Regions from separate parts of the Mus musculus genome. Here regions 2, 3 and 4 are each linked to region 1. The links are chromatin contacts, called in public Hi-C and HiChIP or PLAC-seq maps. All regions are on one chromosome and are shown on one strand. Each heading gives the region's core, a stretch centred on a gene start, on an enhancer-like site or on the middle of the called end of the contact. The rest is flanking DNA. Distances are from core to core; before and after follow the strand shown. Region 1 has its middle 20 kb from the start of Gabbr2. Region 2 overlaps Gabbr2 (gamma-aminobutyric acid (GABA) B receptor, 2). Region 3 overlaps Gabbr2 (gamma-aminobutyric acid (GABA) B receptor, 2). Region 4 overlaps Gabbr2 (gamma-aminobutyric acid (GABA) B receptor, 2).

Evidence for each region. A called contact is a pair of places that touch in the nucleus more often than the background predicts. HiChIP or PLAC-seq counts read pairs in DNA pulled down with a chosen protein or histone mark.
Region 2: an H3K4me3 HiChIP or PLAC-seq map of bone marrow-derived macrophages shows a contact between it and region 1, with 6 times the contacts expected there. The contact joins two enhancer-like sites. A contact is called at or near these places in 1 of 39 promoter capture datasets (neural stem cells), 4 of 15 datasets of contacts at CTCF or cohesin (embryonic stem cells, pro-B cells and stem cell-derived epiblast-like cells), 46 of 484 Hi-C or Micro-C datasets (the BV-2 cell line, the Ba/F3 cell line, the G1E-ER4 cell line and 13 more), 7 of 115 datasets of contacts at active chromatin or transcription factors (bone marrow-derived macrophages, double positive thymocytes, embryonic basal ganglia and 3 more) and 1 of 9 other capture datasets (embryonic stem cells).
Region 3: a Hi-C map of bone marrow-derived macrophages shows a contact between it and region 1, with 37 read pairs. The contact joins two enhancer-like sites. A contact is called at or near these places in 1 of 39 promoter capture datasets (neural stem cells), 4 of 15 datasets of contacts at CTCF or cohesin (embryonic stem cells, pro-B cells and stem cell-derived epiblast-like cells), 25 of 484 Hi-C or Micro-C datasets (the Ba/F3 cell line, the G1E-ER4 cell line, the HL-1 cell line and 6 more), 6 of 115 datasets of contacts at active chromatin or transcription factors (bone marrow-derived macrophages, double positive thymocytes, embryonic basal ganglia and 2 more) and 1 of 9 other capture datasets (adipose tissue).
Region 4: a contact with region 1 is called in an H3K27ac HiChIP or PLAC-seq map of T-cell acute lymphoblastic leukemia, with 5 times the contacts expected there. The contact joins two enhancer-like sites. A contact is called at or near these places in 4 of 484 Hi-C or Micro-C datasets (the G1E-ER4 cell line, cerebral cortex and nephron progenitors), 2 of 115 datasets of contacts at active chromatin or transcription factors (T-cell acute lymphoblastic leukemia and bone marrow-derived macrophages) and 3 of 9 other capture datasets (adipose tissue, embryonic stem cells and pancreatic islet).

Annotation. Positions count from the first base shown.
Region 1 is chr4:47,009,468-47,013,148 of GRCm38.p6, reverse strand. No RefSeq gene overlaps it. Among named protein-coding and RNA genes, the nearest start is that of Gabbr2, 20 kb to the right of the region's middle. Within about 2 kb of position 2,023, at least 147 of the 459 cell types and tissues checked have an H3K27ac peak or open chromatin away from gene starts, as enhancers often do. A contact at or near this core is called in the Ba/F3 cell line, T-cell acute lymphoblastic leukemia and bone marrow-derived macrophages, where this site is marked.
Region 2 is chr4:46,768,805-46,772,485 of GRCm38.p6, reverse strand. The region is part of intron 7 of Gabbr2 (gamma-aminobutyric acid (GABA) B receptor, 2); the gene reads left to right. Among named protein-coding and RNA genes, the nearest start is that of Gm32208, 79 kb to the left of the region's middle. Within about 2 kb of position 1,960, at least 17 of the 459 cell types and tissues checked have an H3K27ac peak or open chromatin away from gene starts, as enhancers often do. A contact at or near this core is called in bone marrow-derived macrophages, where this site is marked.
Region 3 is chr4:46,789,979-46,793,659 of GRCm38.p6, reverse strand. All of the region lies in intron 6 of Gabbr2 (gamma-aminobutyric acid (GABA) B receptor, 2), which reads left to right. Among named protein-coding and RNA genes, the nearest start is that of Gm32208, 58 kb to the left of the region's middle. Within about 2 kb of position 1,914, at least 47 of the 459 cell types and tissues checked have an H3K27ac peak or open chromatin away from gene starts, as enhancers often do. A contact at or near this core is called in the Ba/F3 cell line and bone marrow-derived macrophages, where this site is marked.
Region 4 is chr4:46,874,929-46,878,609 of GRCm38.p6, reverse strand. Gabbr2 (gamma-aminobutyric acid (GABA) B receptor, 2) reads left to right here. Exons shown (of 19, transcript NM_001081141.2): 2 at 2,808-2,945. It overlaps Gm32208 (a long non-coding RNA gene), which reads right to left. Exons shown (of 4, transcript XR_390546.4): 4 at 773-1,198. Among named protein-coding and RNA genes, the nearest start is that of Gm32135, 5.6 kb to the left of the region's middle. Within about 2 kb of position 1,554, at least 7 of the 459 cell types and tissues checked have an H3K27ac peak or open chromatin away from gene starts, as enhancers often do. A contact at or near this core is called in T-cell acute lymphoblastic leukemia, where this site is marked.

The sequences.
Region 1 (3,681 bases), core at 774-3,273:
AGGACCACCAGTGCAGGAGTATCACCACCTATAATGGGCGGGGCCCTTCATCATCAATCACTATTTAATCACTAGAAAATGCCTTATAGGCTTGTCCACTTTACAGCCCCATCTTCTGGAGACGTTTTTCTCAATTGAGGCTTCCTCTCTGACGACAATAACTATGTTAAGTTGACATAAAACTAGACAGCACAGCCAGTCTGCACTAGAGTCTGCCTCCTGGATCGCATATGGAATAAGGGGGTTAGGGTCATTCGACATGGGGGACCAGTGGTAAGAGCCCAGAGGTGTAAGGCTTTGTGAATGAAGCTGCTGGACAAGCTGACTTTACTGTGTCCTTAGGAATCCTGGGAACTGGGATACGGGCTCATCTGCTGAGGCCCGAGCATGGAGCATCGTCAGAGGCACTGGGGAAACCCCGGGAGCCAAGCCAAGTCCTTGCCTTGCTTGTCATCCTCTAGAATAATGACAGTCCTGTTCAAGGGGCAGGTGTGGCGCTTAACTGGCAGTCTGTGGGCTCCTCACAAGGAAAGCACTCTGACACCCGAGCTCCTGGTCATTTTTTTCCTGTCTGTCAGGTGGGGGTCGGGCTGCAGGAACGATTCATCAGCCACTTGGCACTGCCACATTGACCAACACGGAGCCGAGGACAGGCAAAAGAGCTGGGTGATGGGATGTACCAGCCAGATTGATTGCAAGAATTAATGGAAAATATTTGTTAATTGGATAGCAATTAACTTAATGCACATAATTCGGTGTGCAAACCACAGTCATACAGAATACAGAGCAAAGAAAACTGCCAGGCAGAGCAATACCAGGTGCCTGCTGTCAGCTCCACTCCCCTTCTGCCAGGAGCTTAAATGTGTCCTTTGGCATTCCTGAGAAAAGATGACTTTTTTTGAAAGTAATTTTTGGCTGGGAAGATTTGGCCACATCATTACCAATGAGTCTATTTTGTCATGCAGGATATGGCCTGTTGACATCCTTCCATCCTCTACTGAATGTCCCAAGAATGGACGCAGTTGCTGCCACGGCCCCATGAGGTTTTAGTATGTGCAGAACCTGGGCAGCAGCCCTGGGAGCCCTTCTGGCAATCTTATACCTGGAGGAATACTCCATACTGGCTCCTGCCCACACTCCTAGACATCCCTGCAGCTTCCAGCATTTTCTACAGATTTGGCCTTGCCTCTCTGCACAATGAGCCATTCAGAACACTCGCACAGTGCTTCCTACGCGATGGTATTGCTGCATGAAGTGGGGTCTACTCCCCGGGACATCCATAAGAGGTGAAATCCCAATAAGGACCCCAGGGATGTGTGTGTCCATTGCATCATGAGAAATCATGTACTGCTCTTACCGCAGCAAATAAACATTACATGCTTGCTGTTACCTCCCAATCTGTGGCCTGCAGGTGCATAGAATGTGACCCAGAACATCTCTACATGACAACATCATGCTCAATGTCAAAAGGTAACTAGGGCGATGCTAGGTCTCCTTCAAATCCAAATAGGCACACACTGTGGCTATCTACATATCCATATGTAAGTCCCCTGCCCTTCCAGGGCCACCATTCTTGCCATTTACAGCAAAGGGATGCTCAGAGAAGTTAACTTGGTGGAGATTTGGACTCAACTTACATATGAAATTCGCCACTTAGGAATTGTAAGCACAGCAGAGGGAGTGCTAGGGTATGCTCATCCCACCCGAGGTCCAGAGACATGAGACCTGGTTGAAGTCCTGTTGACACCAATGAGGGCAAGCAAAACATATCACCTGTCTCTGGAGCCTGGGTTTCCCTGTGCAAGACAGAGACAGCAGATGCTCTGTGTCTAGGTTGCAGCGAGGACTGAGGTCATACACGCTGGAGCTGGAGCGCAGTGTCAGCTGAGAAGTGCAACACACAAACTAGTTAATGGCTTTATTCTCCTGCCCCCCCCACCCCCCCCCACTATGGTGGAAGAGGAAGAAGCTCAGAGAATGAGGAAGTTGCAGTAGGTGGAACTTCAGAGTTGCCATGGGAACCAAAGCTCCGAGGCTGATCAAGGCAGGAAATACCATCTGGCTTTAAAACACCAAAAAAGCCTCCACTCACCCCGGACTTCTTTCTGTAAACAGTGAAATTAACAGCATCCCCGGCTGCCATGTCAGCCCAGAGCGAGCATGGGATGGCTTGTCATTCTCTTGCTGTCCATGGTCAGATCTGATCTAGACAGAGCCCCTCAGGAGATTCGGATTCACTGGCTGTCATATGCAGAGACTTAAGTCACCCGGTAACCCTGAGCTGAAATGGGAGGAAACCCTCCCTCTCAACCTCAACCCTTCCGCAGCCTCTGCAAACCTGAGGGAAGGATATAAGTGGTACCCAGAGACTGCAGCAGGGAAACAAGGGTCGCAGCCAGTCCCAACTCTGGAACATCAGGTCAATGACAAAGCAAAGTCAGATTTTCAGTAAGTTCACTGTGACTTTCCCTCCTGCCTTTGCTATTGCCCTTGCTTCCTGGGAAACGCTAGGCTTGGGACTTCTCTGGCTCCCCATAGACTCCAAGCACAACGTTTCTTGAGTCTTGCATCTCCCAGGAATCTGGCAAGGGGAGAGCTAGCACATCTGTTGGTGTTTCTGTAAAGTGCACATATGAAAATGAACGGGGATGCGGTTTTCAAACAACAGGGCTGTGCCCTTAATGCTTTTCAGGATCCAGGGGGAACACCCTCTTTTTGACAGCCCCTCAGGGTGAGCACTCACAGGGATGGTGACTTTTACCACAGGGATTGCCAGGAACCACGTAGGCAGAGAGCACTACTGGGAGTCTGGACTCAGGGTGCTGTGCTGTGCAGCCTCACTTGCCCTCTCTGAGCCCACCTTCTACATCATAAGAGAGTTCTGTGGGAGTGTCTCAGGCACCTTCTCCAGTCTTGAGGTGCTGTGACCTGAGAACCTGTTGCTGCTGAAATCACCCGATGCTTTCTTCATCCAGTAACACCAACCAGAGTTTAAAGTCCTCTGTGACTGGGCTCTAGAAATTTCCTGGGAGTGAGACTTGGGGAGGAAAATGGTCTCCATGTCCTTCAAGCTAAGGGGCCACCTCAGACCATCATGTCCACACAACTCTAGAGCCTTTACCTGTCACAAGGAGTGTCGGTGGCCAAGCACTTGGCTATGTTTGCTCTAAGTCACCCTACTACATTCTCCGACACCCAGACTGTGCCTGACTGAGCACCTCATCCACGAGGCCATGGGCAGCTTCATTCCTGGGCTTACGAAGGCTCGTTCTGCAGTGACACCCTCCCTCACTTGACATGGAAAGTCTCCTGGGGCACTCACTTCCCAGGCTCTGGAAGGGCAGGCCTTTCCAGCTCCCTGCACCTGCTTGGCGCTGTTGGAACTACTTCCCAGTAGGCAGCAAGCTTCAGCAGCCAGATGTCGGATCTCTGGGGCTGCCAAGCGCTGAGCACTACCTAAGCCATGGGGGAGAGGAGACCTGGGAAGTGCCGTGTGTGACTGCTGCTCACCTGCTTCCCAAGGCAAGAGGATGGTGGGGAGGATGGAGAGCAGCCAGAGAGAACACAAGGAAGGCCATTGAAAGGCCTCAGCCCTCAAATCAAATGGCTCCACTGTTCACTCAACCAAGAGAAAGGATGGTTTGCCTACCTGATCACCTAGCAGGGTTACATTACTGTGGA
Region 2 (3,681 bases), core at 711-3,210, 240 kb after region 1:
ACATGTTGTCACCTGATAGCTGAATTGAATAAACCTGGCAAGAACTCAAGTTTCCTAATCTGTAATGGGTTCACACTTAAGGTTGGGCCCCCTGGCATATAGGTGCTGAGAGAGAGCACTCACCATGTACAGGTCTGTAAGACTGAATTCCAGACATATGCCTATAAGGAAGTGAGTGTGGGGACCACAGAGCCATTGCTACTAAGCCTGCAGTATCTGAAGGGAGCCCTGGAGCTGGAATGGGGGAAGCCTGGGCCTCTAAGCTTTCTGTTAGTCTGTCAGCCCTGGGAATGGTATCCTTGGACAAGGCCATTGCTCAGAGTAGAAGATAACTCCCAGCAAGGGACTTAGCTGAGATTCTCAGTCTCCTGTACTTAACATCAAGAGCCAGGGATGGTCGCTCGGTTGGACATAGCCCAGAACTCCTATAGATGACCACATGCCTTCGCTTAAAGGCTGTTTGCTTTAAGACAGGGGTTTGTTTTGTGACCCAGGCTGGCCTCAGAATAATTGTTACACTGCCTACACATCACAGGGGCAGGGATGCACGGTCACACTCGGGTTCAGTTGTAGTCTCTGTACCCTTGCCATCCGTAATAATTCACATCCTTGCATTTGGTTGCACACAAACACTCACACACCTATGACTATATCTATAGTCGTAAATGAAGGGACTTAGCACTGTATTCTAGTGGCTTCAAAATATCTTTCAAAGGGGATTTCCACAGAAGCCTAAAGTCACTGGTCCATTTAACATTTAAATTAACACTGCTCTTTGCATCCTCAAATTTGCTCCTTGGAGTACTCTTTTAATCATCCCTTTAGATTTAAAAATTAGCACGCACATGTGTTTAGCACCAAAGGAGAAGCCATGGCTTAATGAAGGGCCAGAGCCCCTGGTCAGCTTAGCAACTCAAACCCCAAGAGGCCATTAGCTATGCCACATTCCCTGCCTCTGTCCTAGATGTAGAAGATGGGACCATTTAACTGGGATCCAGACCACATTCAGTATTGTAATGATCGTGTGTTTATTTTAATGTGTGATATAAAATCAGATCCTGCCTGTAAGGCAGCAAGACAAGGTCTCTTTTTCCACGTTCTTAGAGGCACTCGGGGAAGCCAGGCACAGATGGTACGTGGATGTGTGAAATCACGGAGGAGCTCGTGTGTGGTGGAGGAATGGGAAACCGTGACCTCTTTCGAGCTTTCTCTTTGCTTCATCCTGAAAGCCACCATGGTCATCCCATAAAAGGTTAAGACATGAATCAGAGTCGAGTGAGAAAGGGGTGAGGGAAATCTGTCAGCAGCAGAGCAGCGATGCCGGGCCAGCTTGCAGCTATAGGAGGCTTTCGCCTGCATTGCTCTTGTTGGACCGTTAATGGTCTTTTTGTTTAATGCCCTTTCTCCTCATCCTCGTGTTTCCAGTTACTAAAACCTGGTGCTGAGATCAGAAGGCAGGGGTCCTTGGATTCATCTCTCTTTTGCAATCATGTTGACATCATGCCATTGGGCTTTTACAGCAGAAACCTCTACTGCTGACCCCTCCAGGGAGGGCCTTTTTGAGGGTCTGGCTTACACCTGCATCTCTGCTGATCACAAAGGAACAAGAGCATCAAAGGCAGCCAGTCACCATCCCTGCCTGTCTCTCGGTATCTCCTCCCCATGGAGGAGACATATGGGGAAAATGGACAGTGAGTGGGTGGGTGAGTATGTGGCCAGATGGATACATCGAGGGATGAATGGATGGACAGATGGAAGGATATATGAATCTGTGGGTAGATGGGTGGTTGGATGGATAGATAGGTGAGTGTGTGTGTGGATAGACAGACACATGTGTAGGTGAGTAGATGAAAGATTGGTGGGTGGATGGAGATCAATAAGTAGATGAGTGGATAGAGATAGGATGAACGGGTGGGTGATTTGGCGGGTGAGTAAATGGGTGGCAGGAAATGTGATGTCGTGAACAGCGACCACAGAGGTCACCTCGGGTGTCTGCTTCATTTTAATCTCAGAAGTGATTGGCCCCAATGTGTTGGCTCCTTTTTTGTACAAGTCCTGACCCCTTGACAATTTTCACTGCCTCTCCTGATGTGAGGGCCATCTTCTCATCTGACTCCAGAAGACACGTTTCATCTCGGGCCTTTGTTCCTCACCGGCACTTCACCCTGGCAGGGATTGGGCCTCATTAAAATCCCTCCTCTGCCCAGTTCCTCTTTGAGGAAGTGCCTTGTTAGGGCATTTCTGCTGTGAAATGGATCACACCAGCCCACGTGGGTGCCCAGCCTGAATGCTAAAGACCGTTATTAGCAGATGTAGCCTCGAGATGTTTCAGAGTTGTCGGTTCTGATGCTCACAGGATTATATTTTCAAACATCATCACGCATCCTGTGTGACAGACTTGATTACGGTGATGAACTAGTTTTCTTCCTCTGAGAGATGTTCTAGTTGCAAAAATGATCCTGAAAGCGTTTCAGAAAAGTACTGAGCAAAACTGAAGTGACATTATTTCGTTTGGGTGGTTCCATTAGCTTACCAGGAGAGGCAGCTTGCTAGGGGGGAAAAAAACATGACTACTCTTGGGTGGCTAAAGTCCAGTGTTTATATTCTCTTCTGCAAAGTGAGACCAGTGACCAAGCACCCTTGTGTGGGACCCTCGGAAGACAAGCTGAGAAAGGCACATAGCAAACTGTGGGGATACCACTTTATTATTGACTGATTGGTGGTGGTGATGGTGGTGGTGGTGGTGTGGTGGTGGTGGTGGTGGTGGTGGTGGTGGTGGTGGTGATGATGTGATGATGACAATGGTGGTGGTGGTGAGAATGGTTGGTTGACTGATTGGTTGATTTAGGTTTACCCAACAGGAGGAATCAGAACTTCACAGTAAAAATGCCTTCCAGTGAGGGCCTCCACAGTCCAGGTCTGCATTCACCAAGGGTTCCGAAGGGAACAGACACTCTCACATGCATGTCGCTGCTTGGTCAAGCCCAGGCTCTATTCAGAAGCACTGACATATAGCACAGCCCAAAGTGTACACTGTGTGCTGGATCACACTCAGTACACACATATGAAAATGTCTAAGCCGGCGTGTGCACCTGTAATCCCCACTACTCAAGAAGCCAAGGCAAGAAAAATCATGAGTTTGAGCCCAACCGACATTGTATCATCACACAAGGTAAAGGTGGGACGGGTGATACAGCTCAGCAAGTAGAGGGCTTTGCTACCAAGTCTGATACCCTGAGTGTACTCTCTACAATCCACATGGCAGAGGGAGAGAACCAACTCCCACGGGTTGTCCACTGACCCACACACATGTACTGTGGCACATGTCTGTCACACGCAGAAATGAAATACATAACTGTAAAATTTTAAATAAAAGTGTACCACATCATATTTTATATGGTCGCCATCGAAATGCCATCGTTTTTAGATGTACCGAGTTTGAGAAAATGTGCTAACAACATAGGCCTGAGAAATGGGTCAACAGCTAAGAACACTCGTTGCTTTTTCGGAAGACCTAGGTTTAGTTCCCACCCTACCCCACCCCTGCCATCAGCTGACCCACAGGTGCTTATGACTCCAACTCCGAAGGATCTAAAGCCTTCTTCCAGCCTCCACGGACACCTTCATACATGTAGTTCACATACACACACATATAAACAGATTCTTTGGATATACTATCAG
Region 3 (3,681 bases), core at 665-3,164, 220 kb after region 1:
TTTGATTTTGATCTTCAACTGGCTTTTTTTTTAATACTTTGATCAGGTTGATGTATGTGCACGTGTGTGCATGTATGCATGTATGAGTGTATGGGTGCATGTGTGTGTGTGTCCTTGTGTGTTAGTGTATGTGTTCATGTGTGTGCATTTGTTTGGACGTGTATGAATGTGTGTATACACATGTGTTAGTGTGTGTGCATGTGTGCTTGTGTGTGAGAGTGCATGTGTGTGCAGATGCATGTGAGTGTGTGTATATGTGTGTGTGTTATGTGTGCGTGTGTGCTAGAGCATAAAAAAAGTGTGTCCTTGTCCCTTCCCCATCTGTCCACAAGGATGCATTCTCCCAGGAAGCAAGATTCATCATTAAAAAGTATATGACAAAGTAATTCAAGAAAGGAAGGAAGGAACCGGGCGTGGTGGCGCACGCCTTTAATCCCAGCACTTGGGAGGCAGAGGCAGGCGGATTTCTGAGTTCGAGGCCAGCCTAGTCTACAAAGTGAGCTCCAGGACAGCCAGAGCTATAAAGAGAAACCCTGTCTCGAAAAACCAAAAAAAAAAAAAAAAAAAAAAAAAAAAAAAAAAAGAAAGGAAGGAAGGAAGGAAAAAGAAGAGCTTCTTTGGCTCGCAGTTTGGGGTTTAGTCCATCAGAGCAAGGATGTCATGGTAACAAGAGTTTAAGGCAGCTGTTCACACTGCATCTCTAGCCAGGCAGCAGAGAGAGATGAAGCTGGCACACTCCCTCCTGTCTCTTCGGTCCAAGCCCCCAGCCCGTGCCATGGTGCTGCCCACTTCTCGCCTCAGTGAACCCAATTTAGAAACCCCTTATAAACATGGGTGAGCCTACATCCTGTCAAACATATGATCCACGGGAGTCATGCCAGCATGGCTCTGCTGGAATCACAGACTCAGAGCACTGGGCCACCTGTTAGCTCTGCAAGCCCTTGCAGGCTAGCCTGAGAGATTAGCCACTCTTATAACACATTTCCAGAAGGAAAGTATGATCCAAGCCCTAAAAACTGCCTCCCTAACTACACTGAACCCAGCCTGGGAGCGAGAGGAGACATCTAGGTAATGTTATTTCTCAGAAACTTCTAGCCCCTGGGATAAATATAACCTCTGGAAGAACAGTGCCCTGACTTCTTGTCAGCTAGCCAGTGGAGGCCTGGTCTCTGGCACTCACAAGAACTTGCCCTATGATGGCCTTGGCATCCCTAGGGAGCATGGTGAATGGATGTGACCCAGTAGAAAAGGCAACGAGACCTAACCCCGGTCCTATCCCAAGCCTCTGCTCTTAGAAACACGGAGGACAGCCAAGCCCTTCATCTCCATGGCTCTTTCCCTGCATCTCATCTCTCGGGACAACAAAAGTAGAAAAGTAAGGTAGGAAAAAATAGAAATTTCTAAGTGACTCATGTAAATAGTAGACATAGGACCTGTGTCAGTCCCAAGGCCAAATCAAATAGGCTGTATGATCTTAATCCTTTTATGGAACTTACACACAGGTGCACACACACACACACACACACACACACACACACACACACAAACACACACACTACATCGAGAAAGTTAAACTATTCAGGCAATGACCCGCTCTTGAGGCCACCCCGGGCCTGCTCACCTCAGCTCTCCATCCCAGCCTGCAATAGTTACCGTCTCATTGCTGGGAACAAATTCCAGACTTAAGGAAAGGGATATCTATTTTGTCTGATGATTTAAGGAGATACGCTCCATCACGAGGAAGGGTTTGCAGCCGGAGTGGCTTACAGCTGTGGTGTTGGGAACCCATTGTTCCACTTGTCCACATCTTGGCTGCCAACCCGGAAACACAGAGAGACTTGGGTTTGAAGTGGGCAGAGCCATAAGCCACAAAGCCCACCTCCTAAACCATTCACTTCCTCCAGAAAGGCCCCACCTCCCACTGTCTCCACAGCCTCCCTGAACAGAACCACCAACTGGGAACCAAGTATTAAAGCGTGTGAGTGAACAGGCGCCACTGTCAATCCAAACTGTAACAGCTCCTCACTTTTAGAGGATCCCAGACAGCTTGAAATATGCCCTAGGACATGAAGAGAAATATCACCTGACTGAACCATGAGGTTGACTAAATGACATTCTAGATGCGTGCTGTCGTGGCCTCGATGCAGGTCCCCAAAGGTCATGAGTTAAAGGTTTGCTCCTAAGGAGGGCGCTGTTGGAAGGTCACAGAGCCGTTGGGAGTTGGAGCCTAGTGAGACATCATTGTTACTGGAGACAAGCCCTGGGAGAGAACTGTGAACACAGCTTCCTTCCTCTTTCTCCTTCCCTGGACTATGCGGCTAGTGGTGTTGTTGACCACGCACCCCCACCTGTGAGCCGCCTCACCCCAGGACAAAATAATGAGGCCTGCCAATCACCAACCAAAACTTCTTTTTCTCAAGGTTTTTCTTAAGCTGATATACTATGTTATAGTTGCAGAGAGCTGACCAGCACAGACACCCCACCCTCCAGTGACTTTGTGTGTATCTGAGAGCAGATGTAGGGAGGGAAATCCAAGAAGACAGAGGTCAAAAGGTCTCCTCATTCCTCTTATGCTTGCTAGTTCCAGGACAGTCAGGAATACACAGAGAAACCCTGCCTCAAGAAGCAAAGTGAGGGGAAAGCAGTTAATACAGAGATACACATCTAGGTAGCTTTACATTAAAAATACCCAAGAGCTAAATTAACCACCAGAAACAGACAGTCTTAGTTTCTCTTCTAGTCACTGTGACAGAGCATCCCGACAAGAGCAACTCGGAGGAGAAAGTTGATTTTGGCTCAGCTCCAGGTCACAGTCCATCATGGTGGGAGTCACGGTGAGGCGCTGAAGCTGCTGCCTCTCCACATCCGCAGCCAGGAGAAGAGAGCAATGAATACATGCTCAGCCCCACCGCCCCAAGCCCAGGATCCCAGCCCAGGGAGTGCTCCCACCCACAACTAAGCTGGGTGCTCCTCCCACACCCTCACAAGCCCGCCCTGAGGCCCATTTGCCAGGTGGTTCACAGTCCTGTCAATCGACAATTAACACGAACCATCATGCAAACCCAAATCACAACTCGTGTTTAAAGTTTTTAAATCTGTCTATGGCAGTTCAGGCCTACAGCCCCAGCCTCTGGGGAAGCTGAGGTAGGATGCTTGCACACTCAATGCCTGGGAGTGTGGAGGGATGAGGAGGTGAGGGGTATCCCTGTGGTAGAATTGCTGTGGAATCAGTACTCAGTGCAAGCACACACAGACACACACACACACACAAGTGCACATACATACATCCACAGATAACCAAGCAATAAAAAACCTGGGGAAAAAAGCAATATTATTTTAAAAATTGGAAGATGAGGCATCACTGCAGCAATGTTGTGGAAAGAAGAAATTTACCTCAGAAGTAAAAACTGCTTTTGGTCAATATTTGAAAGAAGTTCATTCTACCAGATAGGAAAAAAAATGCAAATATAAGAGAGGATAATACTTTTTTCTTGAAAAACTGACAATTAAACACAGGTTATTAAGACACCTATTATTAAATATGCTTGTAAACATATCCCTTCATACACAGGGGCATGGCACCTTTCAGTATCAGGGAAAATCATTTAACCCCGTGCTATGACAAGCTCTACATTCAGCCCCATGGTTTATCCATAAGCATGCCCCTGTGTGTCCATGCAT
Region 4 (3,681 bases), core at 305-2,804, 130 kb after region 1:
AAGTAAGCCTATGGTTAGATGGTAGGCTTCATTCATGGCTATCTGAGGACTGCGTGGGGTCTCAGAATCACCAGACGACACATCTGTTTGGACAGTGAGTGGGACTAGGTACCGCTGATGGGAGCCCTGTTGTCAGGCAAGTTGGAAACCTGTTTCTAACAAAGAAAGCAGCAATTCCGTTAACCCAGAGGCAGGAAGGTGATGCTTTTTATGTTGGGGATTTAAAGGAGGCTGGGGAGGCGTGATTTGAGCAGCGAGCAGCAGAGAGAGAGGAGAGAACTCGGGCATCCTGAAAAGTGGGTCTCTCACCATGAAGAGCGTAAGAGCATTATCCCAGCTGTGTGAACAATATAGAGAAGTGGTTCCGGGTCTCTTTCTGCTAGTACCAGAGTGTTTTCTAACTGCCCTGCTGGAGGGTCATCCGCCTGACTGGAGGGATGGAGGCTCTAGAGTCAGCTGGGGCCCAGAGTTTTACAGGTCTCGACAACTGGTACTGGTACCCCACACTTGTTTTCAATGATTTTCTTGTCTACAAATTCTAGCCTTTTAAAAATAATTATAAAATTATTTTATGTATGTGTATATATTTTATGTATATTATTTTACGTGCAAAAAGATTTGTTTGCATATCATGTACATGGCTGGTGCCTGTGGAGGCCAGAGGACAGTGTTGGATCCCCTGAAACTGGAGTTACAGACAGCTGTAACTCCCCATGTGCTATGTGCCTGCTAGGAATTGAGCCCCGGTCCTCTGAAAGAACAACCAATGCTCTTTTTTTTTTTAAAGATTCATTTATTATTATACATAAGTACAGTGTAGCTGACTTCTGACGCACCAGAAGAAGGCGTCAGATCTCATTACGTGTGGTTGTGAGCCACCCCGTGGTTGCTGGGATTTGAACTCAGGACCTTCGGAAGAGCAGTCAACTCTCTTACCCACTGAGCCATCTTGCCAGCCCCAGCCAGTGCTCTTAAGCCACGTGTCATGACAGTGATCAGGAGAGGTTTGGAGTGTTTTCCCTCCTTTTGGGGTTTTCACTCTGATAGGTCTCTCCCCTTTCAGAGCAGGCACAGCAGAGGGAGAAGCGGAGATCAGAGATTTTCAGGGGACACTGAGGCAGCTGCAGTGGTGGATTTGCTGAGCTCCAGGCTGGGGAGGCAGGTCCTCGGGTCCTCTGATCAGGGAGCTGACCACTGGCTGGGAGGCAGAGGGAGAAGGGAAGAGTGAGCCGCTAGGATCCCTGCCACTCCAGCACATCTTTCTTCTTGCCGCTTCCTCACTGGGGTGTCTGGTGTGTTTCCTTGGTCAGGGTTTCTTTCTAGTCCTGGACAGAGCTGTGCCCTCAAGACCAGCTCTGGGCTAAGCATCAAGTGTGAAGTGTCTGCCACTGACTTCTTTTGAGACGTGTGGTATCTTTTCTCTTCCTCCACCCCAACCCCCACGACTGTGACAAATGTACATCACATCCAGTTACCGTCTTGAACATCCTTCGCGTGCCTTGTGACATTCACATTCACACTGTCACACCACCCCTCCCTCAGTTTCCAGACCTCTGCCATAATCCCACATCAAAGCCCTCACTCTCCTGAGCAGCCATCCACACTTCCCTCTCACTACGCCCCTCACAACCGCCATCGCAGTTCCTGCCTCTGTGAATTTGTCCTCCCGAGTGCTTCACATGAATGGAATCCTACAGTAACGGGCCTGTCAGAAACGAAGATATTTCAAAGAGACACGCTTGTCCCTCAATCTCACTGTTAGACTACTGAAACAATGGACCCCAGAGTAATTTGGTATCCACCCTGCCCCCTAGGAATCTCCTGCTGGGTGGAAGAAAAAGACTGAGCTTGGTTGCACCTATAGGAGGAGCTTGTCTCCAGAAAAGAGATCTCACAGCTCTAGCCACTTGTTAGACCACCTTGCAAAGTGAAATGGAAGCCCAGACAAGGATGGGTCAATGGTAGATAGGATCACACCGTGATCAGACTGCTCAGATGTGCACAGCTCCAGGCCCCTATTAACCCTTTAACCTCACTTCAGGGCTCCGACAACGATGACCTAGAGGCGGTCACTGACCCTTTCTTCCTCTCCCCAGTGTAGCCGTATCATCTGACTCTATCACGCATCCGAATTTCTTCTCTCTTTAGGGCTGTATACTATTCCAATGCATGTACCTCCAACCCTTTGCCTGTGCCTTCATTTGTTGACAGACTTCTGGATGTTTCTACCTCTGGGCTGTTGTGACTGGTACTGCTCTTAACATGGAGTACAGATATCTTTGAGTCCGTGCTCTCGGTTCTTCAGGGTTTCCATTTATACAGAGTTCTTGTACCATATGGCAATTCTTTGTTGACTTTTCAGGGTAGACGCACTGTTTTCGTCAATGTAATTGTTTTATGTCACCACCGAGAGGGTACAAAGCTTGCAGCTTCTTTACACCCTGCCAACACTTGTTCTTGTCTGTTTTCACAACAGCCAGAATGTGGCCTCATCTTTTAAAATGTAAATGACCGTAGACTGGAGGCTGGGGGACCGATGTGGCTTTCCTCTGTGTGTATGCTACAGAGACAGCTGAGGGGCTGCACTTTAAGGGCACTTAAGGCCTGGGATGTAAGACCAAAAACTTCCCTAAGCTTAGGGTCTGGGCATGGGGCTGTGTGGAGAGGCCCTAGCCGGGGCAAACTGAAGTTTGTCTAAGGGTTTGCCGTGATGGCAGGTTGATTGTATGCTCCTATTATGGGGCTCTTGCCCCAGGATAACCCATGTCTAACTTAGGCCTTGCTCCCTTTCTGTGTTTTCTCTCCAGTGTGACAATGCAAAGGGACTGAAAGCCTTCTATGATGCAATAAAGTATGGGCCGAACCATTTGATGGTGTTTGGAGGCGTCTGTCCGTCTGTCACCTCTATCATCGCGGAATCCCTCCAAGGCTGGAACCTGGTGCAGGTAAGGGTGGAGTCCCTACCCCACGGACATGGAATTGTCTTTGTGAGCTGTGAGCTGTGAGCACTCAGCAGGAATGGGCCTTGAGTGAGGCGGTGCCCAAGCTGCGCTAACCGCCACTACCCTCGATGCTGACCTGACCAAGAGTCCTTTAACTGTTCGTGCTGTCTCATGTGTTGGAGCCTCGGTGTTCACTGCTGACTCCCTAGCCAGACTTGCAGGCCCATAACGTCCTATCAACTGTACAGATGACCCTCTGCCCCTTTGTTCTCTCACCAACCCACAGTGCAGCCCCCAGAGAGCACCACCTTCAGATATCACAGCCTCACAGGAACTCAGGGCTGCCTCAGAGCCTGCCCACTGCCCCCCTATCCTTCCCTTTCCAGATCTTCTTTCCCACTGAAGGTCTCCTTTGACCAATACTGCCCTTTTCCTCATTAAGCCATTCCTAGGCTCCTGGCCAGGTATTGGCTTTTCACCACAGCTGACTCTTACACGATCAAATGTTTCAGTGGGTGTATAGCTGGCTGTAGATGAGGCTCAACAGTAAGAGCTGCTACTTGAAATGGAAAAGTATAGAAACATATGACCACAAGGGCAAGTGATAGCAACCCATGTACATTCTGTCCGTCCGTCCATCCATCTATAATCTATCTACCCCTCCACCCATCTTTATTTATCATTCTATCCATCATCTATCCATGCATCATCCATTCAGCTACCCATCTATCCATCTGTC